Linked DNA regions of Mus musculus: regions 2, 3, 4 and 5 are each linked to region 1. Evidence: chromatin contacts called from public HiChIP or PLAC-seq and promoter capture Hi-C data. All regions are on one chromosome and are shown on one strand. Each heading gives the region's core, a stretch centred on a gene start, on an enhancer-like site or on the middle of the called end of the contact. The rest is flanking DNA. Distances are from core to core; before and after follow the strand shown. Region 1 holds the start of Zfp239 (zinc finger protein 239). Region 2 holds the start of Zfp422 (zinc finger protein 422). Region 3 holds the start of Marchf8 (membrane associated ring-CH-type finger 8). Region 4 has its middle 7.6 kb from the start of Gm36788. Region 5 holds the start of Zfand4 (zinc finger, AN1-type domain 4).

Region 1 (3,919 bases), core at 744-3,243:
CTCAAGGTTTTTTTTTTTTTTTTTTTTAAGATTTATTTATTTATTATATGTAAGTACATTGTAGCTGTCTTCAGACACTCCAGTAGAGGGAGTCAGATCTCGTTACGGATGGTTGTGAGCCACCATGTGGTTGCTGGGATTTGAACTCTGGACCTTCGGAAGAGCAGTAGGGTGCTCCTACCCACTGAGCCATCTCACCAGCCCTAGTCTCAAGGTTTTAATCCACAATGAAACATCCCAGAGGCTAGAGCCCTAGTGATCCAATACTCTCTGGAAACACCTTTAGAGACTCAGGAAGAAGTGTGCTTCACTAATTCCTAGGAATCTCTCAGTTCAATTATCAGTCAAGATTAATCATCATATGTATGATGGCTACATATAATCTGCTCACCAAGAACATGAGTTCTTTGATGAAAAGCTTCAGTTTATATTCTTTTTTTTTCCTACTTAGCATTAGACTGGGCATATACTAACTTGGAATGATCTCCAACAAGCTACAGTTTTGATCTCACGTAAGGAGGTCAAATCCTTAGGAGGTAGGACCTAGTAGGAAGAATGTAGGTCACTGGGGATGCACCCTTAAAGTGATATTGGGATCCAGGTCTTTCCCACATGAGGTGAACCAAACTCTGTTTCATAGGTCCAAAACTGAGTCAAGTAATGACAGACTAAAACGATGGAACTTTGAGCAGACAAATCTTTGCTCTTTACAAACTCATTACCCAAGATATTTTGGTCTTAACAACGAAGAGTAACTCGTGGAACATACACCGAGTGAAATGTACGATAGGAGAGCCGACTTCCAGACTACAGGGAGAAAATGCTCCATAGAGCCTTTCAGAAGAGCTTGGTTGGATGTTTTGAGTACTTCACAAGGTGGCAAGGCAGTGTAGTGAGAATTAACATAGAACTTCCGGGTCAGCAGACCCAATGCTGAACCAGTTGATACCGTTTGCTAGATACATATTGTAAGGTCCCAAATGCTCTCGTTCCCTTGTATAAAATACCAATCTCACAATGAAGCTTGGCAATAAAGAGAAAGACCACAAGGACCTCACTCTAGGCAAATACTCAATGCTGATTTCCTAGTTTGTTCTAAGAAAGAAAAGCTGTATCTAGCTCAGAGATGAGGCATTTTTGGTGAAAGAAACTGCAAGTCACCTGAAGCATGGTCATATTTTCAGGGAGGGGCAGATTCTGCCTAGGGTAGTTCTGACATGCCCATCTCCTCAGACCAACCTATTTCAATACTGAAGTTCTGGAGTGGGTGTTCTCAGGTTCTGTGCATCTTCTCACTGCGTGCATTACAGCTACCCAGTATCCCTTGCCAGACCGTCCTCTCAGAAATCTGACTGGTTTCTAGGTCGCAGAGGGGAGGGCTGTGCAGCGGAAACCTTAGTACTCTTAGGGGTCTCTTCTAGGAGCCTCTCTCATGGTCTCCTGATGTCCAGCAACATCATCATTGGACCCACCCAGGTCAGAACTTGGTCAAGCAAGAGGAGGGTGTCTACGGAGCTGCGGTTTGCTCTGCTGCAGGGGCCTGGCCCTCCGTGAGGGTGGCCTGGTGCACGGGGTGTTACTGGGGGTTTGGGGGTTACCGTGGCTGCTAGCACGTGGGATCGCAGCCGCAAGGAGCCTTCCCAGCCTCGGAGCCTGGCTCCGAGTGGTAATGCCCCCTAGTTTGGACCAGGACACCGCTGCCCACCCCTGGGGCAGCCCAGCTCTGCTCACCTCTTGTAGGTAGAACCCACACCTGGTAACGCAGGACTCCCGAGCATCATCGAGGATTCGAACTACAAGTCCCAGAAGGCTGCGGGCAGGAAAGCGCTACTTCCGAGCTCACTTCCGGCGACGATGGGCTCACTCTTGTGAGCCCCCAGTTTGAGGTTGTGGTTGGCCCTGAATAGTTCAAGTTGTTGTGCACTCTTTTCGTTGCAGACACATACAGTTTTAAAATACTCCCCCAAGGTGTCTTTTACTTGTTATGATGATGCTAGAGGGTAAAAAATCATTATAAAATTGTCTTCAGCCTTAAAAATATTCTGAAGCTGTTAATAACCACTTTAAGTGAATAGTGTGGTATATGTATTCACAGCATGTAATCTCATCACTAGGGCCGAGGAAGGAGGTTTGTGAGTTCGAGAAGCCCGTGTCGAAATTTAAAAAAGAAAGAAAAGAATCGATCACTGGTTACTCCATGCTCTTATCTTTGGAGTACAGTCTCCAGATATTTATTGCGCAGGTCACCAACGCCTGTAATTCTAACTCCAGTGATCCCTACACCCTCTTCTGGACTCAGGCGCCTGTGTTCATGTACAATGTGTTCATGTGTACAAACCTACACACACACAAACTTAAAAACAGAATATTTTTAAGAATCAACAATAATGTATTTGGATATAAAGAACTAAAAACTGGATCATAAGGTTGACTTAATAGATCAGTGAACTTCCAAACCCAAAAAATAATTTTAATCATAAAATAGCCACCCCTCCAGAAATTGATGCCATTAAATCTGAAAGAAAATGTCAACGAAATTCTAAGGAATCAATAGTATTAAATGTCGCTAAGTTTCACTTACCAACAGGATTTCAGAGTGTTTTCTGAGTGTGCAGTCGTCTCCCAAAAGGATCTCTAGGTAAACCTGTGACATTAACATCCAATCTGTAGCCCACATGGTCCCCAGGAACGTTGTGAAAGCCCATCACAAAACTCTTAAACCTCAGACTTGAGACTTCTTTTTACAAATATCTTTTGTTCATATATTTCCCTCTGTGTGTGTAAGCCCTTCCCCCGTGGGTGTGGCCATCCGAGGACAACTTGCAGGAGTCACCTCCTTCCTTCTTCTCCGTGGATCCTGGGGATTGATCGCAGTCTGGCAGGATTGGCTGACAGGCACCCTAACCAGAACAGCCCGATTGTTCTTCTGAATGTGGCCTTTGTAAAGGACAGTGGTGTGTCACAGAAGGTTGGACACACTGTTTTGTTTTGTTTTATAAAGATTTAATTATTTATTATAGGATTACACTGTAGCTATCTTCAGACACTCTAGAAGAGGGATTCAGATCTCATTATGGATGGTTGTGAGTCACCATGTGGTTGCTGGGAATTAAACCTTTGGAAGAGCAGTCAGTGCTCTTAACTACTAAGCCATCTCTCCAGGTCCCTGGACACACTGTTAACAGTTACCAGAGTACTGAACTTTGTTCTGCCCAGAGGGTCTTAGGTATTTCATAGCAGAAACTAGTAACAGAATGGGGCTAGGAAAGGCCGATCGTTTTAAAGTCAAGGCTATTTGGAATGCTTAAATTAGGTGTTGTGCATTCAGATAAAAATAGATTATAACATTTAAACCCAATATGTATGGTATCACTTTCCACTTTCTAGGAATCCAAGGTGCATGTTTTCTATTATTTATTTATTAATTTTGGTTTTTTGAGACAGGGTCTCTCTGTGTAGCCCTGGCTGTCCTGGAACTCACTCTGTAGACCAGGCTGGCCTGGAACTCAGAAATCCACCTGCTTCTGCCTCCCAAGTGCTGGGATTAAAGGTGTGTGCCACCATGCCTGGCTTCTTATTCCTTTTCTTATTTACATGTTCCTGGTAGCTTAGGCAAGAATAATGGGTAAGAAATCATCCCTAGAGATGGGGCCACTAACATGACCTTATCCCCAGGGAAACCAATGCTTTACTTGCTAAATCATTTAAAAAACAATTATGATAAAAACTTTCCCAACAATAAAACTTCATATGGCTACACGTGTGTCATCAGAGGTGGATTTTGTTATGTGGTAAAGAAAACCTTAATTAGAAAGAGTTAAAATAGTTTAAATTTATACATTGAAGATTATAAAAAATCAGGCACTAAATGTTAAATAATAATTGACCATGAGGCTGGAAAGTTAGTTCAGTGGTTAAG
Region 2 (3,665 bases), core at 472-2,971, 1.2 Mb after region 1:
CACCAGAAGGGTTGTTTGTAAGTTTAGAGTAGGGGAGACCATGACAAGAGTGACATTGAGGATTTTGGCTTGAGCAGCTGGAGTGAAGGCACGGTTGTCAATTGCTGGGCGGAGACTATCGAGGGACAGAACGTTTGATGTGCCATGCTCACTGCGCATTCAAACGGGATCCCAAGCAATCGGATCCAGGAGCCTGGAGCTCTGGAGAGTTGCACATGTCAATGGGTCAAGAGAGTTTATGCTGGGACCAAATATAAATGACCGTGGCCCAGAAACAGATTTAGGTTACCTCAAATCCCAGGCCCCAACATGGAAGCAGTTTCATGAAGTTTCATAGTAATAGAATAAAGAAAGTTGCAAAACAAGACACTTTGGAACACACTAGTGGAAGCATGGAGTGGGAGGTTATAGCAGCATGGAGGAACCTCAGCTGCAGGCTTCCGCTATCAGATGACTCTTGGACTTCTGGTTGTAGAAAATCAGTTTTGTTAAATTAGCACATCCCAAAATATTTTTTACCTGTCAGTCACAGGATGTCAGGTCAAAAGTGGGCAAAGTAGTGGTTATTTCCATGGCTAGAGATACCTCAAACTCTGTTATGACTGGGCTCCGGACCTACGACACTCCCAAACCCTCCATAACCACAGAAGCTCACTTATCTGGCCAGCCGCGCAGAAGAGTGCTGCTTCTCTGCAGGAAGTTGCATTTATGGACACCAGGATCAGCCAAGGTCGCCAGTGAGGGGAGTCTGCCTTAATGCGATGAATCTGAAGCCATTAGAACTCCCCTGGGAAGGAAGCATGTGTGCCTTTCCAAACCGAGTTGTTCACTCACAGTGTGAGCGGGAGCAGAATTCCTCTCCAAGCTGGGGTTCCTGCCCAGTACACTGAACGCATTCATTTTCCTCTGATAGGAGTGGCTGATGCAAAGTCACGGCTCTCTCCTCAAAGTCATGAGTTTTATTCAGAGGCCAAACACAAGTGATGATGGCCCAGGGAACACAGATTTAGATTACCCAAACTCCGCCTTTCAACCTGCAACCAAATTCATGAAGGTTTGACAGTAACAGAACAAAGAAAGCCATAAATCAAGATACTTTTAAATTCATTTGTAGAAACATCAGAGAGGTGGGTTAGAGCTCTGTTTAGACATCTCAGCTATAGATGTCATCTAACATAGTATTCTTGGCCTTTTGATTGGAGAATGGGATTTTGTGTTTTATCTGTCAGGATGTTGCACATCCTTCCATAGAAGTGGACAAGGAATGGATGCATCCCAAGATGAATACTAATTATGCTCTGGACCTGCAACATCCCAACCTCTCTTCACCACCGCCGTTTTAATCAATCAGTCAGCCTGTGCGGACAGTGTCCTCCAGAAATTTCACGGGCCTTTTGGTGATATAAGGCGACCCGTGAAAAACATAAGTAACACCTTAGGCTGAAGTTATTTCTCTAGACTAGATACTCAGTACTAAGAATGCAATTTACAAGTTGGAACGGGCTGGTTTGGGGGTGGTGAGCAGAATCTAACAAAGGCCAGTTTCTGTGTAGGTCGACCAGAATAGAAAGAGAGCGGGTAACAGGCCTTAAGGTCCTTGGCTCTGCCTTCTGAGTGGTAAGAGAGGAACACAAAAGGACCACCGGAAGAATCCGCAGGATATGGTGGGGTGGGCCGGGGACCATAGAGGGTCTCTCCGCCTCTTCCTAGAGCGGCCGGCAGCTCCGCGGCTAGCAGCCCGCACTTCCGGCGGGCGAGGCGCGAGGCGGGCACCGTGGCGGCCTGCGCGGTGAGTACGCGGGGCCTGCGGGTCTGCCTGGGCCGGTGTTGGGTCGGGTCGGGCTGCGGCGCTGCACGGAGCCCGGCGGGTGGCCTCGGGCTGGGGTCGGCTTCGGCCTGGGCGCCTCCGCTCGCCGCGGAGGAGAAAGACTCCATTGTACGGGTGGGTAGGCTGCACCGGGCCATTGTGAGCGACTTGGAGGGAAGCGGCGGACTCTTTGTTGCTGCCGTAAATGGGTGAGGGAGCAGGTGCACGCCGGCTAGACGGGTCCCCAGTACTGGAGCTCCATCACCCAGCTTTACCCAGCCTCTCCCCTACTGGGGACCTCGATCAGACAACCGGACTTGGCGGGCGTTAGACGAGGGGGCGATGGACTCCCCAGGTCGGACAGTGAGAAATCAGGCCCGGAGGCGGCTCCGGGGTTGGGATGGGTAAAGGAGCTAAAGGAGCTTCGGGCCTGTGTTTACGAACCCACGAAAGGAGGTTTTAAATCAGCTTTATTTTAAAAATAGGAGCACACATAGGCTACCTGTAAGTATGATTACTTCATCCATAGGTAGATTCCATAATCGATCAGTTTGCAACCAGTTGTGAGTTCCCCGGTATTTAAAGAGATGTGTTTAAAAGTGTATGCTTACCATTATAGCTATTTATTGAGTACCAGGTACCCCACACAGTGTCTCCTGTTTACGTGGTCTGTACATAACCGAGACGGTTATGGGCAGTGATTGCTGTAGATCTGTGTTATGTGCAGTTTGCTCTTTCTGTTGCTGCAATTGTAGCAGATAAAATTATTAAACACCCAGGAAAAGCCCCTGGGCACTCTTACGTTTGGAGGATTATTATACAGCAAAATCAAGACGAAGGAAAAAAAAGGCAGGAAAAGATGTCATTTGTGTTTTTATTTACTTACTTTAAATGCTTGTGTGCAAGGAAACTCAGAAAAATAACTGAGTTGCAAGTAGGTTTTCCAACTAACCTAAGACACTGGAAGTCCAGTGACTGGCTTTGCAGGCCTGAACACCTCCCACACTCTCGCCTATTTGGAGTGTGTGTGTGTGGAAGGGGTTGTTTTGACAGCTTCCAGACAACCTTAAATGTAATGCAATAAACTTATTTTAGAGCTTTTGGTTGTGCTCTCCTTCTTGGCGTGCTATAGTCTAGGAAAGGAAGAATAAAGTGTTTTGGTTTTTTTTTTTTTTTTCCAGATTTTTCTCACCTAGTATTTTCTGAATAAGACTCTTGGGAAACTTGAAATTCTCTTTACCGATTAGCTTCTATTTTCAACTCCGCTTGCTAAGTTATCATCTATAGAAATAACCAAGCAAATAAGAATAGATAGGAATCTATGGAGGTGTAGTATAATCTGTCATTTCTTTTGAATTGGATATCTTACGTAGCAGCTATTAAATGAGAAATTTAGCACAGCCAGTATTGACCTGAGATGCTGTTTAGCAGAGATATTGATCATCTTTTGCAGTTATTTTTGTATCTTCTCTGAGACTTTATCTTGCTTTTGCTTTTTAGTCCTTCAAAATACTCTCTGTGGCTCCTCCCTAACAGGTTTATGTTTTTCTTCGTCTTCTCTTTTGCCTGTCCAAAATCAGAAACGTTGCAAAATGATGATGATGCTGATTAAGCTTAACCTCTGGCATTAGAATCACCTAACGAGCACCTGTCTCTTAAAAGTGCGTCATTGCACTTGTACTAGGTGTGCTTTGGCTACACATGGATGCAGTTTTGATAGATTGAAGAGGTGCTAGTGCTGAACTAATAAATATCTGTATTTTTCTTTTTCTTCTACAGAAGGGAATTCCGAGTTGCGTCACTCTAGGATATGAGACCTTAGTTCAGAAGTTCAGAAGACAGTAGGATCTCTTGCCGA
Region 3 (3,595 bases), core at 752-3,251, 1.5 Mb after region 1:
GCAGATGGCTCACCCAACAGTAAAGAGGGCTCTTCATTTCTCGCTCCCACTGGTTGATTGTTTTGTTATCCGAGACTGGACAAAGGCCCTGTGCGTGCTACGCGTTCCCCCTGTTACAGAACCACATCTGCAGCCCCCAACAGGGAAGCTTAACAAGAGAATCTATTCCATCCTGTCTGGGCCTTGAACTAATTTCTCCTAATGCTGGTTTAAATGACATAGCCATGCTGGACTTAAAACACTCACATTTAGCAACAAGAAGCAAGGAAACCTTGTCTTCAAATAAATGATAAATTTGTTTTTAGTTTAGGTACATTCCACATATTTTGTGTTTACCTAAAATTCATATTTAATTGTGAATCGTGTGTTTCATCTGACAATCCTGGATGTAGCCAAGACATGCAACACAGTTTCATCGTCTGCCTATACTTAAAGAGAAGGTAAAGGAGGGAGTTGTCTTGGAAAAGACAATGTACCTCACCTGGGTGTCACAGACATTAGACGACCAACAGCCACCTCCTCACAAAGGACAAACTTTTTAAAATGTGTTCTCTGCCTCTATCTTCCCACTGCCAGGATCACAGTGCGCCACCGTGCCCAGCGATTTTCCCTGCTAACATCAAAGTTCAGTACATCTCTTATCAATAAAGTCTCCAGAAACAAGAAGTTAGGAAAGTACACATGGCTCTTTATTTTAACTTCCTCAGTAATTTCACACTCTGCATACCCTCATTCACTGCATCCAACAGGATATTTCGTTTGATTTTATTGAACATAGGGTCTCACACACTGAATCTCTCAAAATGCAAAATTTTCTTGCTTCAGATTTTCAACATTTAGTTTTTAAAAAAAAAAGTGTCCACATCATTCCATGTATAGTTCATACATTCTTTTTCACAGCACGTGATTTGAGTATTCTAAATGAAGTATTCCACTCCCATTTTGAGTAACTAACCAAGCAAGTACATGTGAAGTCTACTATATAGAAGCACGATTGCAGTCCCTCCTGGGGCTGATCAGAAATACTGCTGTTTTTTCCAAGAGATAAGTTATATATTTATTATTTCTCTAATTGCATAACATATAATCGAACAAAATAAAGAAAAAAAAAAATAATGGGAAGGGCCATACTTCATACGTATCTTGAGACATCATCAAATTAACAAAAACATAAAACGACAAAAAAAAAAAAAAAAAACCACTTCATAATAAATCTTGACAGCTGTATGACCACTGTGTGTCTTTACGTGGGGGAGACAAAGAAGCAGAAAAGGGCTGGCTTTCTTTCTTCCTTTGTTGTTGTTTTTTTTTTTTTTTTTTTTTTCAAATGGGCTTTCAGAGAAGCGTGTTTTCTTTTTAAGGGAGGTTTAGCTGCGTTAAAGATACGTGAGAAGAACGTGAGCCATTATAATCCTCCCCTAATAAATTCCCTATTTAAAAAAACTTGACTCAGATGAAGGAGTCCAAAAAAAAAAAAAAAACATTTTTAAAGACGAGCAAATGGGCGGCGATTAAAATGTAAAGCAGCCTACCTACGCTTTGCCTCCAGCGCTTCTACTAGAGCAGCACCGTCCAGACGCCACGTCAGGCACTCAGACACCAGGAATCCACACTTCCATCTCGGACGGACGCGGAGACTGAAGCAGAGGCAGGGAGGGAGGGTTGCCCGGTGCGCGCCCTCACAGCCCAGCCCGGGCAGGACTTCACCTGAGAGAGCCCGAGACCTTCGGCCGCCCGCCGATAGGGTGACCGGACCCCGCCCCGCAGCACGCGGCCTCTCCCCGGCCCGAGACCTCCGCGCACCCACCTGTCGCGGCCTCCCAGCGGCCACACCCCTGGTGGCCCGGAGCGCGCGGCCCCGCCACGCCGCACCTCGGCGCGAGCAGCTCAGGTGGGCGCGGAGCTCCACGCGCGGCCCGCTTCCTGCATGACCCGGGCCGGACGCAGCAGGGCCGCTGGGTCAGCGCGCAGCCTACACCACCCAGCGAGAGGACGCCGACTGACCGGTCACGTGACGCGCCGGTCACGTGCCCCGCCGCGCCTCAGGCTAAAAGCGTTGCTTTGGCGACCTGGGGCGCTGGGAAGGCGGGGTAGCGGCGGCGGCCGCCTGGTAGACTGGCGCTGGGTGAGGCTGCTGGTAGACTCCGCCCGGCTTCACCTTCTCAGTGTAGAGAAAGGTAAACCTTCCGGTGCGCTAGCAAATGAAGTGGGAGCGAGAACTACGCGGTAAAACGTTTGTGTGTATGGACGAGCAGGGTTTTTTGTTTTGTTTTTTCTCTCACTCCCTAACCTAGAGAGACTCTGAGTGTATATGGTATGGATATGTAAATATGGTATTCATAATTTTTATGAGGATATTTCTGTCCATGTAGACAAGACGTATTTGACTCTACTTTGTCTACATTAAACTCATCCCTGATTATACCTGTACACTGGTGTTGTGACTTGTCCCCACCACAGTACTGTTGGTTGGACCCAAAGATTCTCTCAGAAGCTATCATTCCTAACTTTTACAATTTCTTGACATTCTAATTTTCCTAAGTCACATCTTACAGAAGGAGAGGTTTTGGCCACTGGCAGTTTTATTTATCCAATAATCTTTATTACACGGTACATTCAAGGTATTTTTTTTTAAATTCATGAGAGATTTGTAAGGCAATCCCTGCAGTACTCCACGATTTTCTATTGTCTAGAAGTAAGTCTGTTGGTTTAGCTAATCAGGTTACTCAGCATACTCAAATATGCTGGTCAGTTTGCATACTATGCTGTTTAGAGAGCAAACTGTCAGGAGACAAAACATCTGGATCCATGTAGCAAAGCAAAAAATGGGTCCATTCCTGTAGATCACCTTGAAAGCAACATTCATCTAGAAGATGGAATGGTGAATTTTTTTCGTGCAGATTTTTGCTGTGGGAAGCAGCAGCTACAACCTGAGAGAATCCTCCTGCCCTGGTGGCAGGCTTTCCTATAAGGCAGGACTAAACTTCCATTAGTGTCGTACATGGGCAAGAAGAGTCAATTAAGTGATTTGGGGGTGTGGGAGCCTGCCATCCGAAGTGACAAAGATTTCCAAGTTCTAGAAGTGTCTGAGTAGTTGTGGAGCTGGAAATATTATTTAGGCAAAGCTAGAGTCTCCTAACACAAGGATTCCCTACCCAAGAGATTTCTGAAGCCTCTCTTCATCTAAAACAAAGCTCTGAGTCCTGAGACCAAAATCTTGCATCTGTCCAAACAAGGGAACAAACAGGAAGTGGGAAGAAACCTCTGTACTTAGAAGGTAAAGCTGCTAAAATAAAGAAAAAAAGCAGTTGCTTTGAGGTGACCATTTGCTCAATGCAAGAAGCCTCGTGGCCTTTGGTAAAAATCCTCCTGTCTGTGCTAAAGGGGATGACTTCCCTCCTAGACTGTAGATCAGGGGATGCCAAGTGAGGCATGAGCCAGGGGGCCAATGTTACCCTACAACTAGTCACACTCAACTCTTCAAATGCTTAAGCACACGTTTATCAGTTACGGGTTCCTTGCAAACAAAAGATGCTGTTACAGTCGATGTTAGTGTGCATGTGTAATTTCTGCCCCAGGAGGTTTTCAAGAGATC
Region 4 (3,927 bases), core at 74-2,573, 1.1 Mb after region 1:
AAAGGCTGCGCCAAGAAGAAGGCAATGCCCAGAAGAAACACGGAGAGCTGATCGCTGCAGGTAGTGGATGGTGCGCATTTGCACTGCAGGGGTTCTCATGAGAAGCCAGTTGTTAAGTTCATCACCCTGCCAACGTAGAAACTTATGCCAGCTACCCATGTGTCTATCTCTCCCTCAGCTAGAGAAACAACCCTTCTTTTTTTTTCAAGAGCAGAAAAACCAGTCTACCTTTCTGATGTCACAAATCTGGAGTGCTGAGGAGCCAAAGAACCATCTCACTGCCAAGGCAGCCGGGTTTGAAACCCTACTCAATGTGTACAAGTTACGGGGAATGTGGAGGGAGATATAGCTTTCCTGCACACACCTGACACCCGCAGCTGTCTTCTGCAGCCTGTGCCTGGGGACCGAGTATCTAACACCTTCATCAGAGGCAGGTGTGGCTCATTGTTTTGTTTTGTTTGTGCTTTCCACCCCACATCCCATTTCAGGATGTTAGGATTTGAAACTATCAAGTAACATCAACAAACTATATGTGTTTTGGAGACAAAGGAAGTGATGAGCCCTGGACTTCTAAGTTTACTGGTATTTGGTTCCCGTTTCCTCCAACTCCTGCCAGGTCCATCCCTTCTTCCCATGGCTCATTTCCCTGATCCATCAAATCATGAAGATGCTCTCTCTAAGGCACAGATTGGCCTCCACAAGCTAAAGGAAATGCTGTCACTGTGTGCACCTTTAGCCTCATGTACATGCGTAGCTCCCACAGGCTCTCTTAGTTCCGTGCTGTATCTACTGACATTCCTCCCTTCTAAGTAAGCAGTGCGTTCTCTGAAGACCTTTAGATACTTACTCAATCTTAGCATTATGCCTGGTGGTTACTCTATTCTGAGACAGCAAAGGAACCAGACTATAAATAGGTCAGATCCCAGCCCTCACCTCACTGGCTTCTCAGGGCAGGAGCTACAAACCCTCTGTGGCTGTGAGCTGCTTTTGAGTCTGCAGGGAGCCCTTAGGTAGCAGCTCACACAGAGAACACTTGTTAGGGCCTTGGGTCTGATCCTGGCCCTGTGGACTCTCCCATTATGAATATCTATAAATGCTTACCAACATGCCTCAGCTGCTCTTACAGCATGCGTTGGTGTGCTTTCAAGGGGTTGGCCTGCACCCCAGCTCCTAAGGTCGGCTCTTACTAGCTTGAGATAAGTGCAGACTCTCAGCCTGTTTAGCACAGACATTGACTGCGAAACATACTTGACCCAAGCCAGTCCTTGCTTCGGTAGGCCGCTGTTGTCAGGGTTTGGAGGAAACCTGTGTACCCCACATTTGATCCCATCAAGTAGAGCCAAGACTTATGGGTGGCCTAAGAAGATCTCACTTTTTCTGCATTGTTTGATGTGAGGCTAGAACAGCAGCAGGCAGCTGGTTGACTAAGTGGGAAAAGAGTCTGAAAACAAAGCCAAACTGTAGAGAAGACAGCCAGAAAACTAGTGACCGTCCAAATCCAGCCAGTCTTTGCACATCTTTATTTCCAAGTTGCTGTGACTTCTGTTCTCTGTTTACTTGCAACGAAAAGCTGTGAGGAGTGTCTCATCCCACAGTCCAAGAAGCAAAGCTGTGGAGCAACCGGGATAAGCTTAGAAGTCGCCAGGGTTGTAAGGAACTTGCAAGAATTAGCATTAGAGGGAGGAAGCAAAGGGAAAGCCCAAGGATGAACCAGAGCACGCCGGGCCTCTGCCGCCCCCTAGTGGACACTGCTGCCGCCACAGATCCTGCGGCCCTAGCTCAAAAGTTGACCAAAGCCCGGTTCTTCACCGGTGCCTCGACATTCCAGACCTAGATCCTAAGGAATTAGTTACCCAAGTGGAGTGCTCCTTCTTTGTACAGTAGGAAAAATAACATCCCCTGTTATCTGTAAGACTGTAATTAGATGAAATAGTCAAGATGAGGTTAACGGGACCTGCCCATATGAAATAACAAAAGGGGGGAAAATGAATTGCTGACGAAAGAAGTTTTGAAAAGTAGCACAGACAAAGAGCCGCGTGATTGATCCACGTCACTGACCGGAGAGGATCCAGGCCATGCCTTTGAAAGTGTGACTGAGGAAGCATATGGCTGCGCAAGTCAGAGCGCCCACCTAAGCCCAGGCTAGGAACCTGGACAGAGGGAGCATTGCATGCACTGGAGATGCAGAAGCTCCTGTAAGCCCCAGAACGATCCATAGATGCAAATGAGGAGATGACCAGGAGAGCCACTGGAGAGGACTGGAGGGAAAGAGACACAGAAAGCCAGGGCAGGTCCTGGCCACTAGCAGGGTCACTGAACCATCAGAAACCCTCGTTTCAGGCAAGGCCGTTAGTAGTTACAGTAAAACGCAGGTCCCCTAAGGCGGTGGTTCTCAACCTTCCTAATGCTCTAACCCTTTAATACAGTTCCTCATGTTGTTGTTACTTCATAACTATAATTGTGCTACTGTTATGATCATGATGTAAATATCTGATATGCGACCCCTGTGAATGGGGTCACTGTGAAAGTGGGTCACGACCCAGAGGTTGAGAACTGATTCCCTAAGAACTCATACAGGCAGAACCTAGATAGAGCCATCTTGTCTGTAGCCAGGATGAGAGTGAAGCTCAACAGCAAGCTCAGAGGTATATGCAAGGATACAAAAACAGTCACCACAAAATAAGAAAAAAAAGTAATAATGTATAACACCCAATAAAAAGTGTCTGTGCCTTCCAACAGGCAAGATGAGACAGAAGCCCAGTGAACTGACTGCCAATGCACAGCATAACACAATTGGGTGGGAAACAAATCTTGGAAAGAAATCTACAACCCCAAATTAAGTTAAAAAGCAAGAATGCTCTCATGACTTCAGACCAGTCTATGACTTCAACTTCCCTTTTAGAAACCAAGACAAAGAACATTAAATTAGATATAGAAGAAACAGAAGGGAAAGAAGAAGCAAAATAAGATAATACATTACTACAGTAGAAGACAGGAAAACAAAAAATTATGACCTGGAAAAAATTTTTAGACAGTCAATAAAATTGACAAACCACAGGGCATGGGGGGGGGGGACACCTTTTATCCTAGTCCTCAGGAGACAGAGGCAGGAGGATCTCTGTGAGTTCAAGGCCATCCTGGTCTACAGAGTGTGTTCCAGGACAGTCAAGTCTGCATAGAGAGATTGTGTCTCAAACAAACAAACAACAAACCCTGATAGCCCAGTGGTCAGATTGTTGGAGGAGAGGGAGGAGCAAGAAGAGAAAGGGAAAGGATGGGAGGGAAGAGTGGCCCAGCTGCTAACAGAAGAGGGATGCTGGCAGCCCTGCAGATTCTACAGATGTCCAAAGGAAAATAAGACAATGTTATGAAAAACTTAATATATTGATAAGTTAAAGTGTCAAAGCCCTTGAAGGAAATGTGTGTACTTAAAATAAAACACACAATGTTAAATAATCCTATCTCTGTTATTATACATTATACTTTTATAAAAAATCCCACATAGAAAATCTCAGCTTCGGATGGCCTTTCACCTAACATTGAAAGGTTAGTTCATTTTGATTCCAGTCTTCCAGGAAATTGTACAGAATCGACTACTGCTCAGATTGTTGCAAGAAACCATTTAATACTATAACTCCATCAAAAATGTTACAAGTAACAGAAACTCCAGACAGATAACCCCATGAGCACAGATGCAAACACAGGTGCGCAAAGCAAGCATATTCACTTAAAGCCTAACTTTGGCAAGCCAAATCCAACAGACAGTGCACCCTGACTAGCTAGGGTACCTCCCAAGAACGCAAGGCTGGTTCCTTAATGACCTGGAAATCCATCAGTGTTTTTCCCCGTGTTCTTCTACTTAAGGGGAAATCATACCATCGCAGTCATACATTGGACGATGAGGAGAAGCATCTGCAAAACAGTAAC
Region 5 (3,658 bases), core at 130-2,629, 1.6 Mb after region 1:
AAAACAAAACAACAGCATTATAAGAAGAAAAAGAAAAAAAAAACAGCATTATAGTGAAATACGCATAGGCAACATGTAATCCTTCAATGCACAGATCTGAAATGAGACTAACGTGCCTATAAGTAGAAGAAAATCAGCACAGCAGTAGGTGCATCATCAGTGGTACAAGAACTCCCAAATGAAGTTTGGTCCCAGTTAGTGGCATAATTTCCAATACACAAAAAGAACCGAGGGTGGTGACCATATCTGAAAGCAATTGTGTTGCATACTTTTTTGTTTGGTTGGTTGGTTGGGTTTTTGTTTTTGTTTTTTTCGAGACAGGGTTTCTCTGTATAGCCCTGGCTGTCCAGCCCTGGCTGTCCTGGAACTCACTTTGTAGACCAGGCTGGCCTCGAACTCAGAAATCCGCCTGCCTCTGCCTCCCGAGTGCTGGGATTAAAGGTGTGCGCCACCACGCCCGGCTGTGTCATACTTCTCAGCAAAGGAAATTAATGTAACAAGACAAAAGGTTGTGCTGGCCGGCTAAACCACAGCAGAATATTACATGGCCTAGTGGAAGCTCAAGTGGGCCAATGACCTAGCGTACTAAAACTGGGTCCATTGAGGCCTGCAAGCATCCTCAAAGTGGCCCGTGGTATGCATGAATGAGCACTGGAAAACCAATTGACAATAAAAACGTATAGTGATGTTTAATAATATAAGTAAATAAAACGATGATTAAATTGCTAATTTATCTTGAAAACTGTTAGAGAAAAATCAAAGTGAATTTCCAACATTTCTTTCATCTTTTGAAATGTCTAAAACCAACCAACAAAAGCGGCAATAACTGCACTCAAGGGGTAATTTCAGTACCTTGGCCTTTGCTTCCTTCTCGTCCACAGGAACTTAGTCACACGACGAGTTAGTTTTTAATTTTTCCCCCCAACATAAATATACCCACAATATGTTGCAGCCTTTTAAAAAGGTGACTCTTGTCCTTTTACAGATGTGTGAAAATCGAGCTACAGATTAGAACCACACTCTGGCCTAGGAGCGATGCACAAGTGCGGGGGTGCTGCCCTGGGGCCACAACCAGCAGGGACCACACTCAGACCCAAAGTCGGGTCAGCAGCACCCCGAGCCACGGGTACGACCAATTTGTCCGTGAGTCCGTAGGCAGAGAAGCACGGGTGTGACCAGGCTGCAGCTGAGGCGGGCGCACCGGGGCAGCGAAGACGCAGCAGGCCCTTCCACCACCCGCCCTCCCTCCGGGCCGCGCCGCGCCCCGCCCCGCCGCGCCCCTCACCCGCTCGCCCTCCGGTGGTCGCGTCCGCCCGCTCGCTCGCTCGCCTGCCCGCAGGCGGATAGGAGTTCGCGCGCCCGAGACGCCGGCCTACGCTGGCCCGCGAAGCTCCGGTCCCGCCCTTTGTGACACCGCTCACCAATCGCCGATCAGCGCTGCCGACGCCCTCCAATCAGCTCGCGAGGGGCGGGGCCTAGTCTTCCGCGGCTGGCGGTTGCTCGGACGCCGGGGTCGCACGGGCTTTCAGGAAGGGTTGTCGGTTAGAACTGGCCCGTATGTTGACTCTTTATAACTGGTTGCAGGACCCGTCTAGGGCAGGGTAGGAGACTGGAGACGGGGCACAGCGTCTGGGAAGAGCCGGCACCAGAGTGGCTGGGGCACTTCTAAGGTTCTTTGGGGATAGGAGGGTCTTTGGCATTTGTTATTTACTCATGGCCTAGGACACTTAAAAGGATGTCCATGCTAGTCACCCTTTTCTTGTACTCCACGTTCTCCTAACATTTCTGACTCAGTTGTGTCATCTGTAAAATGGGAACATTTCTATATGCCTTTTGCATTTGAGCAACTATTTGAAGATTATAGGTCAAACAGTCTCAACCTGAGCTCAGATCCCGTCCTACTTTTGCTGTGCACCGAGCTGAAGTGGGATATAAACTGACTGGCTTTCTGACTACACATGCCTTCCAACTAGGTTGGGCCCCTGCTGCTTCGGTTCCTTCATAGGAGGTTCAACTCAAGTGTTTTACCAGGAGGACTGCAGAGGACCATGAAAGCGCTCCCTCATAGTCAACTTGCAAAAGAACCCTGGCCCTGATCAGTCTTCTCCCACCCTCTCATTATCCTCCGAGACCTGAGCCACTAGTCTCCACAGTTTCAACTCCTCGGGACTGAGGTAGATGGTATGGTGAGGCCTTTTGTCAGCCTCTTGCTCTTAAACTCAGCCCATGACTGGGCTGATAACTTCCAACTCTATTGAGGCCAGAGCCATGATGGTAACATGAACAGAGCCTAGGAGGACAGTGCCTGCGCAGGACATCGTGATCACTCACAGCACTCACGTGCTCTAGCATCCAGTGGATGCGCTTAAATTTTATTTTTTTAGCTTAACATTTCATAACCTCATCAAACCATACATCACCAGTCATAACCTACCATTTTAAAGGGCAGACAAAAAGGTCTATTCTCAACAACAATCTTGCAATTTTAGTACTGAAACCATTTACAAAGGAGGAAACAAAAGCTATGAGAGGCAAATTTTTGCCTACAGATAAAAAATCCCATTTCCTGTCACTTCTGAATTCTGACTGGGGTAGCCAGATAATGTAGCCATGATGGAGGCTGTGTTCCAATAAAACTTTCTGCACATTATTAAGACAACAGAGGACCACAGTTCCCCTTACAAGATTGCAGACCCACTTTTTGGGAATTCAGTAGAAAGCTCTTCTCATGGGCTTAGAACCCATAAATGCATAACCTTTCACGTGCTAGACCATCACAGCACCCAGACCCACCGACAGAGCAAACCCTTCAGGTCTGGTGCCTGACCACTGCTCGATCTGCACTCCCTGCCCACACATGAAGCCACAAAGCAGTGTCTCCTGTTAGCATGAGCTTCCATGCACTCTTATTAAGTAAGAACAAACCTCTGTGAAGCGTTTATTTTTTATTTGTAATTTTAAGCATAATTAAAATCAATGCAGAAAAATATCAGCTACATTGGGTAAAGGAAGTGAGTGAGTATCTGCTTGTAAGCCCGTGAAGACAGCGTTAGGAGAGCACGTCACTACGTGAAAAACAGAATGGGAGGGTGAACTGTGAAGGCCCCGCATGCTGCGCATGCTCTACTGGCTTCCGAAGGCATTCAGGGGGTCATCAAAAATGCTGGCCACTTTGTGCTCAGATCTTTGTTCAGATGCTGCCTCTGCAGATTGGCTTTTGGGTTTGGATGCTTTAGCCTGGAGGCCAGAGGAGAAAATGTCATCTTTAAAAAGAAAAAAAGAAAGATGTTAAGACAGGCAAACAAGAAAATGGGAACTTGAGACACATGCACACAAACTGTAAAGCCCAATTCTAATAACACACTAAGACCACCAACATCGAAGTCAAACCTCTTAGATTCTGGGCCTGGCTCAGTTGGTGGCACCCAACTTTTGTAAGGACATATGAACGAACATCGGGTTCTTTCTGAACATAAGTTTCTAGCTACAGAAGTGTGTCTGCACTTGAAGTCAGAAACAGGAGGGTGGAGCGGTTCTCCACCTCAGCGAGGGCCTCACCACCTGGAACTGCTCTTTCTCTCTTTCTGCCTTCTTTTCACTCTGGATTTTAAGAAGAGTAAGAATGTACAAACAGAAATCCAATATAGGATGCGCTCAG

Evidence for each region. Promoter capture Hi-C pulls out the DNA fragments that hold promoters and counts their contacts. HiChIP or PLAC-seq counts read pairs in DNA pulled down with a chosen protein or histone mark.
Region 2: a contact with region 1 is called in an H3K4me3 HiChIP or PLAC-seq map of stem cell-derived neural progenitor cells, with 5 times the contacts expected there. The contact joins the promoter of Zfp422 here to the promoter of Zfp239 in region 1. A contact is called at or near these places in 6 of 39 promoter capture datasets (the C10 cell line, the HPC-7 cell line, cranial neural crest and 3 more) and 4 of 115 datasets of contacts at active chromatin or transcription factors (embryonic forebrain, extraembryonic endoderm stem cells and stem cell-derived neural progenitor cells).
Region 3: a contact with region 1 is called in a promoter capture Hi-C map of cranial neural crest. The contact joins the promoter of Marchf8 here to the promoter of Zfp239 in region 1. A contact is called at or near these places in 7 of 39 promoter capture datasets (the 3T3-L1 cell line, the SN4741 cell line, cranial neural crest and 3 more) and 1 of 115 datasets of contacts at active chromatin or transcription factors (epiblast stem cells).
Region 4: a contact with region 1 is called in a promoter capture Hi-C map of cranial neural crest. The contact joins the enhancer-like site here to the promoter of Zfp239 in region 1. A contact is called at or near these places in 7 of 39 promoter capture datasets (cranial neural crest, embryonic stem cells, frontonasal cranial neural crest and 4 more) and 1 of 9 other capture datasets (pancreatic islet).
Region 5: a contact with region 1 is called in an H3K27ac HiChIP or PLAC-seq map of embryonic stem cells, with 6 times the contacts expected there. The contact joins the promoter of Zfand4 here to the promoter of Zfp239 in region 1. A contact is called at or near these places in 2 of 39 promoter capture datasets (cranial neural crest and liver), 6 of 115 datasets of contacts at active chromatin or transcription factors (astrocytes, embryonic stem cells, extraembryonic endoderm stem cells and 1 more) and 2 of 9 other capture datasets (adipose tissue and pancreatic islet).

What each region holds. Positions count from the first base shown.
Region 1 is chr6:117,860,955-117,864,873 of GRCm38.p6, reverse strand. It overlaps Zfp239 (zinc finger protein 239), which reads right to left and starts at 1,993. Exons shown (of 4, transcript NM_001001792.2): 1 at 1,732-1,993.
Region 2 is chr6:116,627,055-116,630,719 of GRCm38.p6, reverse strand. Zfp422 (zinc finger protein 422) reads left to right here and starts at 1,721. Exons shown (of 2, transcript NM_026057.3): 1 at 1,721-1,789; 2 at 3,587-3,665.
Region 3 is chr6:116,336,428-116,340,022 of GRCm38.p6, reverse strand. Marchf8 (membrane associated ring-CH-type finger 8) reads right to left here and starts at 2,001. Exons shown (of 8, transcript NM_001302383.1): 1 at 1,808-2,001; 2 at 1,533-1,637.
Region 4 is chr6:116,765,712-116,769,638 of GRCm38.p6, reverse strand. No RefSeq gene overlaps it. Among named protein-coding and RNA genes, the nearest start is that of Gm36788, 7.6 kb to the left of the region's middle. Within about 2 kb of position 1,323, at least 14 of the 459 cell types and tissues checked have an H3K27ac peak or open chromatin away from gene starts, as enhancers often do.
Region 5 is chr6:116,261,940-116,265,597 of GRCm38.p6, reverse strand. Zfand4 (zinc finger, AN1-type domain 4) reads right to left here and starts at 1,379. Exons shown (of 10, transcript NM_001309446.1): 1 at 1,286-1,379. It overlaps Washc2 (WASH complex subunit 2`), which reads right to left. Exons shown (of 31, transcript NM_026585.3): 31 at 2,927-3,263. The coding sequence ends at 3,124.